Regions from separate parts of the Oryza sativa genome. Here region 2 is linked to region 1. A link is a contact called in public HiCAR-type data. All regions are on one chromosome and are shown on one strand. The core of a region is the stretch at or near the end of the contact, and the rest is flanking DNA. Distances in the headings are between cores, read along the strand shown.

What was found. HiCAR-type assays count read pairs that join an accessible place to other places.
Region 2: a HiCAR-type map of leaf shows a contact between it and region 1, with 3 times the contacts expected there. The contact joins the promoter of LOC4329474 here to the promoter of LOC4329483 in region 1. A contact is called at or near these places in 1 of 15 Hi-C or Micro-C datasets (leaf) and 1 of 4 datasets of contacts at active chromatin or transcription factors (leaf).

The regions. Positions count from the first base shown.
Region 1 is chr2:19,301,064-19,305,989 of ASM3414082v1, forward strand. LOC4329483 (formin-like protein 7) reads right to left here and starts at 2,152. Exons shown (of 1, transcript XM_015771611.3): 1 at 639-2,152. The coding sequence starts at 2,073. The coding sequence ends at 1,042. It overlaps LOC4329484 (probable magnesium transporter NIPA8), which reads right to left. Exons shown (of 13, transcript XM_066307590.1): 6 at 4,786-4,888; 7 at 4,577-4,705; 8 at 4,368-4,467; 9 at 4,140-4,259; 10 at 3,962-4,052; 11 at 3,838-3,892; 12 at 3,637-3,736; 13 at 3,109-3,556. The coding sequence ends at 3,395.
Region 2 is chr2:19,046,527-19,051,334 of ASM3414082v1, forward strand. It overlaps LOC4329474, which reads right to left and starts at 3,380. Exons shown (of 11, transcript XM_015772263.3): 1 at 3,067-3,380; 2 at 1,175-1,247; 3 at 988-1,065; 4 at 764-821; 5 at 570-638; 6 at 337-365; 7 at 44-251. The coding sequence starts at 814.

The DNA of each region.
Region 1 (4,926 bases), core at 902-3,401:
ATCCTAAGCCGCCCATGACCATCCTTCTAATTGTCAGGGAAACCCCCTTCTTCCTCCTCCCCTCACCCCCTCCTAGCCTGACCTTAACCCAGAATAGGACCACTGCCGCCTTATTGTGGATGCCAATCTTGACACGTATTCAATGGTCAAACATTCAATAAAAATCCTCCTAAATTTTTGTTGCATGAAGGTTAGCAATTCCATTTTTTATTTTTCCCGAGTGAAAACAGATTATAGTAGTGTTGGTTGATTTTATTGGATGAGCCCACGAGTCTAATTTAAAGAGATGAGAGAGAAATTAGTTTTTGTGATCGGTTAAAACTGATTTTGAGTATTAATAGGAGATAAGCTCCCGAGCCGTACCAATGATGCTCTAATCTCTCGGCCAAAACCCTAAACCCTAATAGATACCGATCTGTAATTGCACTGGAAGAGGTTAATAACGCTATCTCAATTACCGGCGCTCGATCTAGCGAGAAGAAGAGAAGCAAAGCCGAAGAAGGAGAAAAAGAAAAGAAGAAAAACAAGGAATCAATTTCAATGGCTTCTAGTGTAGGCCAGTAGATTAATTAATTTGTAATTCGAGTAAAGATGATTGTTTATATAGGCTAAAGTAATAAAGTAATAAGCTCCTGTAATTCATAGAACTCCAACGAGTAGCACAGTATATTTTCTCAAAAAATTACAAAATACAGTAGGAAGGGTATATTGAAGCAGCAAAGAAGAACTACAGGCCGCCCACATTCTCCGCCTATGCCCAAAACTTAAACTTAGGTCTGGTTTAGTTCCCAATTTTTTCTTCAAACTTTTAACTTTTTCATCACATTAAACTTTCCTACACACACAAACTTCCAACTTTTCCGTCACATTGTTTCAATTTCAATCAAACTTCTAATTTTAGCGTGAACACACACCTTTAAGCAAACAAACAAATTTAAAACACAAAAATAATTTAAAAAAACGAGGCAGAGGGCGCGCGGCACAAATGAAGAAACGATCGAACCCGCGCGCAGCAACGACGATGACGCACGTGCTATATATTCAACCGTGCAACCACCGGCCGTCCCACTCCGGCGCCGCCGCGTACCCGCATCCCCCGCCGTACATCGTCGCCGCCGTCGGCGGCGGCGGGTAGCAACTCACCGGAATATCAAGGTCTACCTTCGGGTACATCCCGCTTCTGTTGATGACCGGCTCCCTCACTGTCGGTGGCGGGTAGTACACGCCGCACGCCGGCGACGGCGGCGGCGGGAATACCGCGACGGGCTCCACCGGAGGAGTCGACGACGGCGGTGGCGGAGGAGGGTAGCACGTCGAGCCCTTGACAATGGCCGTAGTATGAGGCTTCGCCGGCGGGTAGAGTAGCATGGGGATGAGTTGCTCAGTCGGCGGCCAGTCTATTGCCGGGTACATCGTCGACGACGGCGGCGGCGGAGGGAGAGTGATCGCTCTGGATGCGGCTGAGCGAGGTGGAGTGATGGAGTATTCGTCGCACTCGCTGCCGCTGGTGGTGGTGGTGGTGGTGCTCCTCCGGTCGTCGTCGGCGTCGCTGCTGGGTGATGACGACGACGTGTCGGCGGCGGCGGCGGCGTGGACGGCGTAGGAGAAGGAGATGACGCCGTTGGGGTGCTTCCCGTCGGGCCCGGCGAGCTGGTACGACACGCGCCGCGTCGCGCCGTCCGCCACGAGCTCGGACACCGGCACGGCGGCGGTCGCGGACAGCACGTCCCCGAGCACGGCCACCTCCGACTTGAGCTCGAACCGCAAGAGAACCTCGTCCTTGTTGTCGCTCGACGTCGCCGGCGACGACGAGGAGGAGGAGGGGAGGTAGAGCCGCAGCGGCGCGTCCCACTCCGGGTTCCCGCCGCCGGCGCGGTCCGTGGCGGTCTTGACGCGGTGCGGGCGGCGGCGCCCGCACGACGAAGGCGACGGCGACGGGTGGTGCAGGTAGATGGAGGCGTAGAGGCAGGGCGTGTGGAAGGGGACGGACGACCTGACGCCCCTGCACGAGACCCACGTGATGTCGATGGCCGCCGGCTCCGGCCGCCGCCGCGGCCACCACCGATGATCCATCGATCAATCGCTTCCTCAGCTCCTCCAGTACAACGCGCGCGCACCCAACACGTACGTACGGAGCAGAAGAGGGGAGAACGAGAGGAGAAGATCCAGAACGAGTGAGGTTAAGAAGGGAGAACTCGACCGACCGAGCTGACTGCGAACGATGACGCGGTGGCCGCGCGAGGGAGGGAAGACGACCGGAAGGTGGACGTGTCTACGTGAAGCGATGTGGAGGTGGTGGTTGCTCGCGCGCTCGGCTCTTGACACGGTCAGCATTGAAACCAAAGCTAACCCGACCCAACCCAATCAGCGGGGAGCCACTGCAATTGGGGTTTGGTGCGCGTACGTGTCACGGGGGGATGTAAACCAAAAATTAAAATTTGAGCAAAATTCTGTGAATTTCAAGAGGCTGAGGAACTAGCGATGATCAGTGACAGGTAGCATTTGTGAACCCGGTGACTTTCCTCTCCCGCAGTGTGTGACTGTCAGAAAGTTATACGTGTGTTCCCTACCTCCAGGACCACGGATTCATGAGCCTGCAGGAAAAAAATGGCCATCGATCGATAGAGACAGTGCCGTTCCGCGCAGTATCGTGGAAAAAACTGCACAATGACACGGTCGTGCGATTAATCGTTTACTAGTACTCGAAGAAAAAAAAGATTTTTTTAATACCGTATAGACTATGGACTATACGTGGTGATATACCCATCGCCAACGATTAATTTGGCCAACTAATCGACACACATCGCCGTCTTTCCTCAGTGACTTTACAATTGGAGTAATTAGCTACTGTTCGTTTCTTCGGCGTCAGGAGAGCGGTAGCTGTACCAGTCATTAATAATAGCATATAGGTTTGCATTGACAGGTCAGACAAGTTATATAACTATACGCTCGCTTCATGCCAGCAAATTTCTGCCTTGAAAGGCTACGTCTTTCGCTGTCATTACTGAAGCTTTTCCACGAGATGACATGAAGATATCTCCACAAAAAGAGGCTGCATATAATTTGGGAAGGATGCAGGATTAAAAAAAAAAACAGGGTGAAAGTTGCTTGGGACACCAATGGGAAGAGTGAATTGAATCATTGAAGTTTGTTCTAACATGTGTGGCGTGTTTATACAAGTATTGTAGGCACCTGTTTCGAAGAAATACAACAACCTGGGTATGGACAGTGTTTCAAGGGAAGTTTTATCGAACTATACACTCATGTTACAGCTAAGCTATAGGGGTGGAATAAACAGTTGCCTTCCGGAAGCAACAAAAATTTACTGGCATCCGCTTGGCAACATCCAAGTAAGACATTTGGCTTGTATACCTGTAATTCAAATCATCGTCAACTATAGATTGTCCCAATCGGTCGACCGCAAAGGAATGTACTTTGATCGGTCGGTTGCGATTCCTCTGAACCCTGTTGTTCGTGAGGAGACCATCGGCATCGCAAGCACCGATGAAGCGCTGATGGTCTCCTCCCCAAGGCCAAGTGACATGGAGCAAGCCGACTGCAAGGAAGATCACATGAGATGAGAGTCAAATACAGGTACAAAATTTTGAATCAGTTCTATCAAGAAAAACAAATCACCTTTGCCTTGGACAGTATGCGTTTTGCTTTTACTTTTACTGAACTTGTGAAGGAGTTAGTACCATCAACTTCTGTCTCCTCCGTCTGCATCTTTCCAGGCCTGAAATGATACATGTGTTTTAGGCGACAGGCAAAACATTTCTGCACTATACAGGTTGAAACTTGATGCATCTTAATGCAAAGAATAGATTTCAACAAGACCTGTTTGCATCAATTGCAGGTTCCTGGGTGGCACTAGAACCATCTTTGGTGTCAACTGCCAAGAATTCTCAAGTTAAAGTCATGTATATTTCTGTAAAAGCACACGGCAGTGAACTTCACAAACCTTTACTGTCGTCGGGTGCCAGTAAGGAGATGCCTATAAAGACAGATGTCATGCCCAATACAAACATCACTATCCTCAGGGTATCAAATACCTAATGAAGGCAATCCAAAACCCTTAGTTTATCATGAGCAACACAAGATTCTCATGCTTACGATAATATTTACAAACAGAAACTCACTTGATATTCTTGAAAGTACACAAATCCTGTGCAAATAGAAAAAAAGGTCCAAGCAATCTGAAACATTGGAACAATCAGTATTGCATCAAAAAGAGACAGGCCTTCATTCAATCTCGCCATCTGTGACACAGAGAAGGTTAAATTAGAAAAAAAATTATTATCGCAATGGCATGAACAGAAGTCCAAAGAACAACGCTTTAGGTTAGTGCCTGCAATTAGCTTAATTACCCAAAAGCCAGCTGTAAAGAGGAACAACAGAAGCATTGAGTATGTGAACCAGCTATGGAACTGGTATCTGCTGCTCATTGTTAGCCTCAGCATGTTTGACCTAAATAGCCACAGAAAAAAGACGAAAGAAAAAAAAATCAATCAGATTAAAAAATATATTCAAACTGCAGCAAATGAACATAAATCTCAATCAATACAAAGTAACTTACAATGATTTTGCAAATAAGACAGAACAAGATCCAATAGCACCAGATACAATAGCATAAGAAAATGGCAACAATGTCCGCCAATGTGAGCCAGTATGTTTCGCACTATCCGAAATGATAGTTTCTCCACTCCTGCAACGGGATTATTATTTGGTCTGAAAGAATATGATTCTGTGTTTCGGCATAGACTAGGTTATATGACAAGATCTCACCTGTAGAGATACTGATTGAATGCAACCACAAAGACCAGTGACATGCAATAGAGAACAAACACTAAATTGCTGTATTTCGCAACTAGCTGCTCCGGGGTGTAAACTGTTGAAATGATTATGGCATCAGAATATTCACTCAGG
Region 2 (4,808 bases), core at 2,130-4,629, 250 kb before region 1:
CACTCAAATCTCAGGGAAATAGTTAACAGTTTCATTGAGTTACCTGAGCAGCATGATGGCGAGCAGCCTGTGTTAACAGGCTCTGGAATTGCCCTTGCTTTAATGATTTCAAGCGAAATGTGAAAAGTGCTGAATCCTCTTGGTATTCAAGAAAAGAAGCGTCCAGTTGTTCTGTGGAGAATGATTCGGTTTTGGAATGCCTTGACCCTCCTTTGTCACTATAGGATGCCCTCATGGTTTCATATGCGTCCCTGCAGGGAACAGAATAGGATTGTTCAAGATGCGTCTCAGTGAGAAATGACCAAAAATGAAAATGAACTTGAGGTGTGTTTGAACCTTTTCATGTCGCATTGTTGTTTCATTTCCTGCGCAATGCAAACAAAATGTATAAGCATATCATGCTACATTGATGTAAACATATTGTTTTTCCTGTGGTTCACAGGCAATCCTAATTAACCAACTAATGAGTAGCCAATAAACAATTGGTATAAAGTGGTAGCAGTTGTTGTTTTCAATTATAAGAATACATAACTGAGCAAAGATTTCAGAGGAAATTTTGTATATCAAACCTCTAAAGTTTGCAGCTCCTTAAGAAGAGATTCAGATGGGGTTGTGATTGTGTGGATGATATTTGTTCGCTGGATAGCCAATTTAAAAGCGTGTCAGCACCAACAGATTGTAACGTGGTAAAAAAATTTAAATAACTATAATGAATTCCAAATTGTTGTTTTAAAAATTCACAGTAACAACAAAAGTAACTTACGTATCTATCCGCAGATTTCTGTAGTTCATATTGGGCCTTACCGAGCATCATCAACACTCTGCCTGAAGGTAAAAAAATAAGCATAAAAACGATTACAGTAGTCAACAAAAGGAAACTTTGGACTGAAGGAAGTACAAGCATACATGGTTTTCATAGTGGTTAGAATCTAGTAACGCGATGTTTTACACCATGAATTTCTATATGGTTAATAATGGACAACTCACCACTATCGTCGTCGTCGTCATTTAGCACAGGTTTTGCAAGTAAGCAACTTCCCAGTTCCTCTAAAGCCTCAGCAAACTCTGCACAATATTACACTATGATCAACTTAAGAAATGATGTATAGACAAACATGCTATCAACTGTTGACAGAAACCATGTTAAGCATTAGAATTTAGAAACAGGAGGTACCATATACGCCATTCGTTGTAGCAGCTGCTGCTGAAATGAAGCCATCATAACAGTTCCTCATTTCTTCCACATCCTGAGACAAACGCAAAACCATATTTCAGTTATGAATGCAACAATGCAAAGGAAATATTTCCCATTACCAATAGACTAGTACTATTTAATTGCTGGCCAGCAATAAATTGTAGGCAGCCACAATCCTAAGAAAGGGTAGAAGTACCAAATACAGCAAGCTGAACCCATTAGAAAGCAGAATAAATTATAAGCTGCCCAGTAAAACATGGATCACACAGTCCTCTTAGACATATATCTGATAAGGCGAAGTAAAGGGAAAAACAGTTTCTGTCATATCACTGTCATTGACCAACAGTAGCAGTAGGCTGTTGAGAACAACTTCTCCAGCTTAATGGCGCATTACATTGCAAGTGCTTCTCAGTGTCATCATTCAGATGGCACAAAAGATATCAAGATTAGTTGCATTGCCTGTCACTCTGTCCAATAATTGGTGGAAAGTCAGAAATTGCAACTAAGCTGGCGTACTTCAGAAACTCCTCTCTGTTCATGGTTCAACTCCCAATTCAGCACCAGAGACCGACGCGGAATCGGAACGGAATATCTCGTGCGTGTTCTTGGATAAGCGTTCATACTTTATCCAGAGTTCCAGTCAAGATTACGTCGAACAGCTGACCGAGATTATATTAAATATAATCGATTGCTATCTTCGCAGCAACTTTCTCCGATGGACGCGTCGTCCTCTCCTATCGTAGACTTTGACCAGACATGACCCGCGAGCAGAATGGCTCCCGGGCAAACACGTAAAGGGCAAAATTGCAGAGAAGTTGCACGTCGTTTTCGTGGAGGTTAGCCTAACAACTACTCTACTTTGAACATCCGATATACTAATTTAAACGAGGCTCCTACTGTTTGGATCAGGGTTTCAAAAACCGCCGGGGGCCCGGTTACCGCCACCCGGCGGTACGGCGGTTACCGGCGGTAACCGCGGTAACCGCGCAAAACCGCGACAAATTTACAAATCGAAATTTGAATTCAAAAATTCGGGCAAACCGCGCGGTTTGGCGCGGTTACCGCACGGTTTGACGCGGTAACCACGCGGTTTGGCGCGGTTACCGCGCGATGTGTAATGGGTTGCACAGTAACGGGCCGGCCCATTTTTTTTTCTTTTTCCAATTTTCAAATTTATTCTCCGTTTTGCTCTCAAATTTGAATAAATATTACTCTTTTTTGAGAAATTTCTTCACCATAAAACACTATAAATCAAGCACTACCTTCACTATTTTTTTTGATTTTTTTCTTTTTTTTTAAATTTTTAAATTTGGATGAATTTTATTAAACCGTACCGCGCGGTACGGGTAACCGTACCCCCGCGGTACGGGCGGTAACCGCGGTAACCGCGCGGTTTCCGGCGGTTATTCACACCCTGGTTTGGATTAAATAAAAGTTTAGTCCTTCTGCACGCTTGAATCAACACGGGGCAAGTTCAAAGCTTTGATTATTCTAAACGACCACCAATGACCATCAGAAAATAATTAAAAACGAAAATTGATGGATCAATTTCTATTTAAACAGTTCGAGCTCTGTTCCTCCAGCCGCATTGAATAACCAAAATACTACTAGTAGTAAAATCATTTTGAGCATCCACACCTAATCAATAAACGAGTGCACCAACCAAAGAACAGCGCACTCCACCTGGAAAACAACGCGGGGGGTGGCTAAAAATCGCAATTTCGCATAGGGCTCCTCCCAAGATCCGATTTTGACGCCGATTTGATCACAGAAATCCCAAAAAAAAAAAAAAAACAGGAGATAGATGGGAGGAGGAGAGGAAGAAATCAATAAATCAATCAATTAATCAATAAGTCGATGGACTCGCGCACCTGGGCGGCGTCGGCGAGCTCGTCGAGCTTGGCCGGCGTCGGCTGCGGCTGCGGCTGCCGCGACTTCCTCTCCCTGTGCTGCTGGTGGTGGCCGAAGCCCTTCAGCCTCAGCAACGGCGACTTCATCGATCGATCTCTCTTCCCTCTCCCCTCTCTGATCGATTACTCCTCCTGTCTAACAATCCTTATAATTTTGTGGGGATTAAGCTTATCTAATCTTTTGCTTTGGGCGGCGATGGTGGAAATCGCAAGAAAAGAAAAGGGCCTTGATTTCGCCTCTCTCTCTCTCTCTTGATCCTTCGTTGTTCCTCTATGAAAGGTAGACTAAAAATGGAGGGAGATTTTATAGTTATAGCTGCTGCTGCTTCTTTTATAACTTTAGCCTAATGGAAAGATATAGTGGGGCCCCCATGCCCTTGGTTGACCAAAGAAAAAGAAGATTAGACAAAAAGCAGTCTTGGATTTGATATAGTAGTATAATAATAATTGTAGACTGACTGAGAGAAAGCTTAGCTTAGACCGGCAAATAGTAGTAGTGGTAGCATCAAGGAGATTTTGCTACGAATTTTTCTTGATTTGGGTTGGTTTTTCGTCGGAGAAAAGATTAATTTTCTACTGTATTTGTTGTTCCCCTTTGCTTTTGAATTTGATGATGACATCTCGTCAGATACTAACAGCGGCTGATGATACAGTGATACTTACCTAAATTAACACTGAAACCTGTGGATTATTATTTTGGTTTAGTAACTATACTACTCCTACTTTTTGTTTCAGTCATACCATATGAACTAAATAATGTCTCACGCTTTGCTGCGAGATATATATTGTATAATGGAGAAATGATGAAATCATTTAGATTGAAATATTATAAAAATGATTTGAGAATGGTTATTTAGCATGTGTATGTTTAATTTTAGAATAAAATAAATTATAAATATAATTACTATATACTTACATGTTGAGCTTTACGTGTTTACTGGATTGACGTGGCATGCTTGCGTGTAGGTTTTAGAAGTACTAATAAATACAATGATTGCATGTTGAGATTTAGGTATTTAGTGGGTATTAGCTTTATAGAAAGAAGATATTAACATTGAAACCTGTGGATTATTATTTTGGTTTAGTTAATTACTTCTACTAGTTTTTATTTCAAGAAAATTGCATGTGTACCCTGAAAGTTTACCTAATCTTTTCTATTCTTCTGAGATTTGCTCGTTCCCTTCCATACTTCTAAATTTCAGTTTTGACCCCTTCTATACCCTTTTCGTTAGTTGACCGTTAAATTCCTACAATAATATCCATTTTTCCATTTGGTATCAAGAAAATATAATTTTATAAAGTATATTGATTGAGTGTATAAATTTATTGTATGCGACTATTTTATTTATGAGTTTATTTTGTGGGATATTATTTAACAAAAATAATATTTTAGTTTCGCCTCCGTGAAGGAAAAACAAAAAAAAATATCTATGACAAAGTTTATTTTTAGAAATAACAAATATAATATATTTTTTACCATTAAAAACTGTATATATAGCATATTTTGTTACAGTAGTACAATATTTTTATAAGATAAATCTATTTATGTTCGAAATAAATAATAAAAAATTATTTTTATGTCATATATAAAAATAAATTATCATAAATATTATTTATGACTTTGTTATGCAAGATATTATTTATGATAATTTATTTTTTTCATACAAGATAAAAATTATTTTTGTAAATAATATCTCACAAAA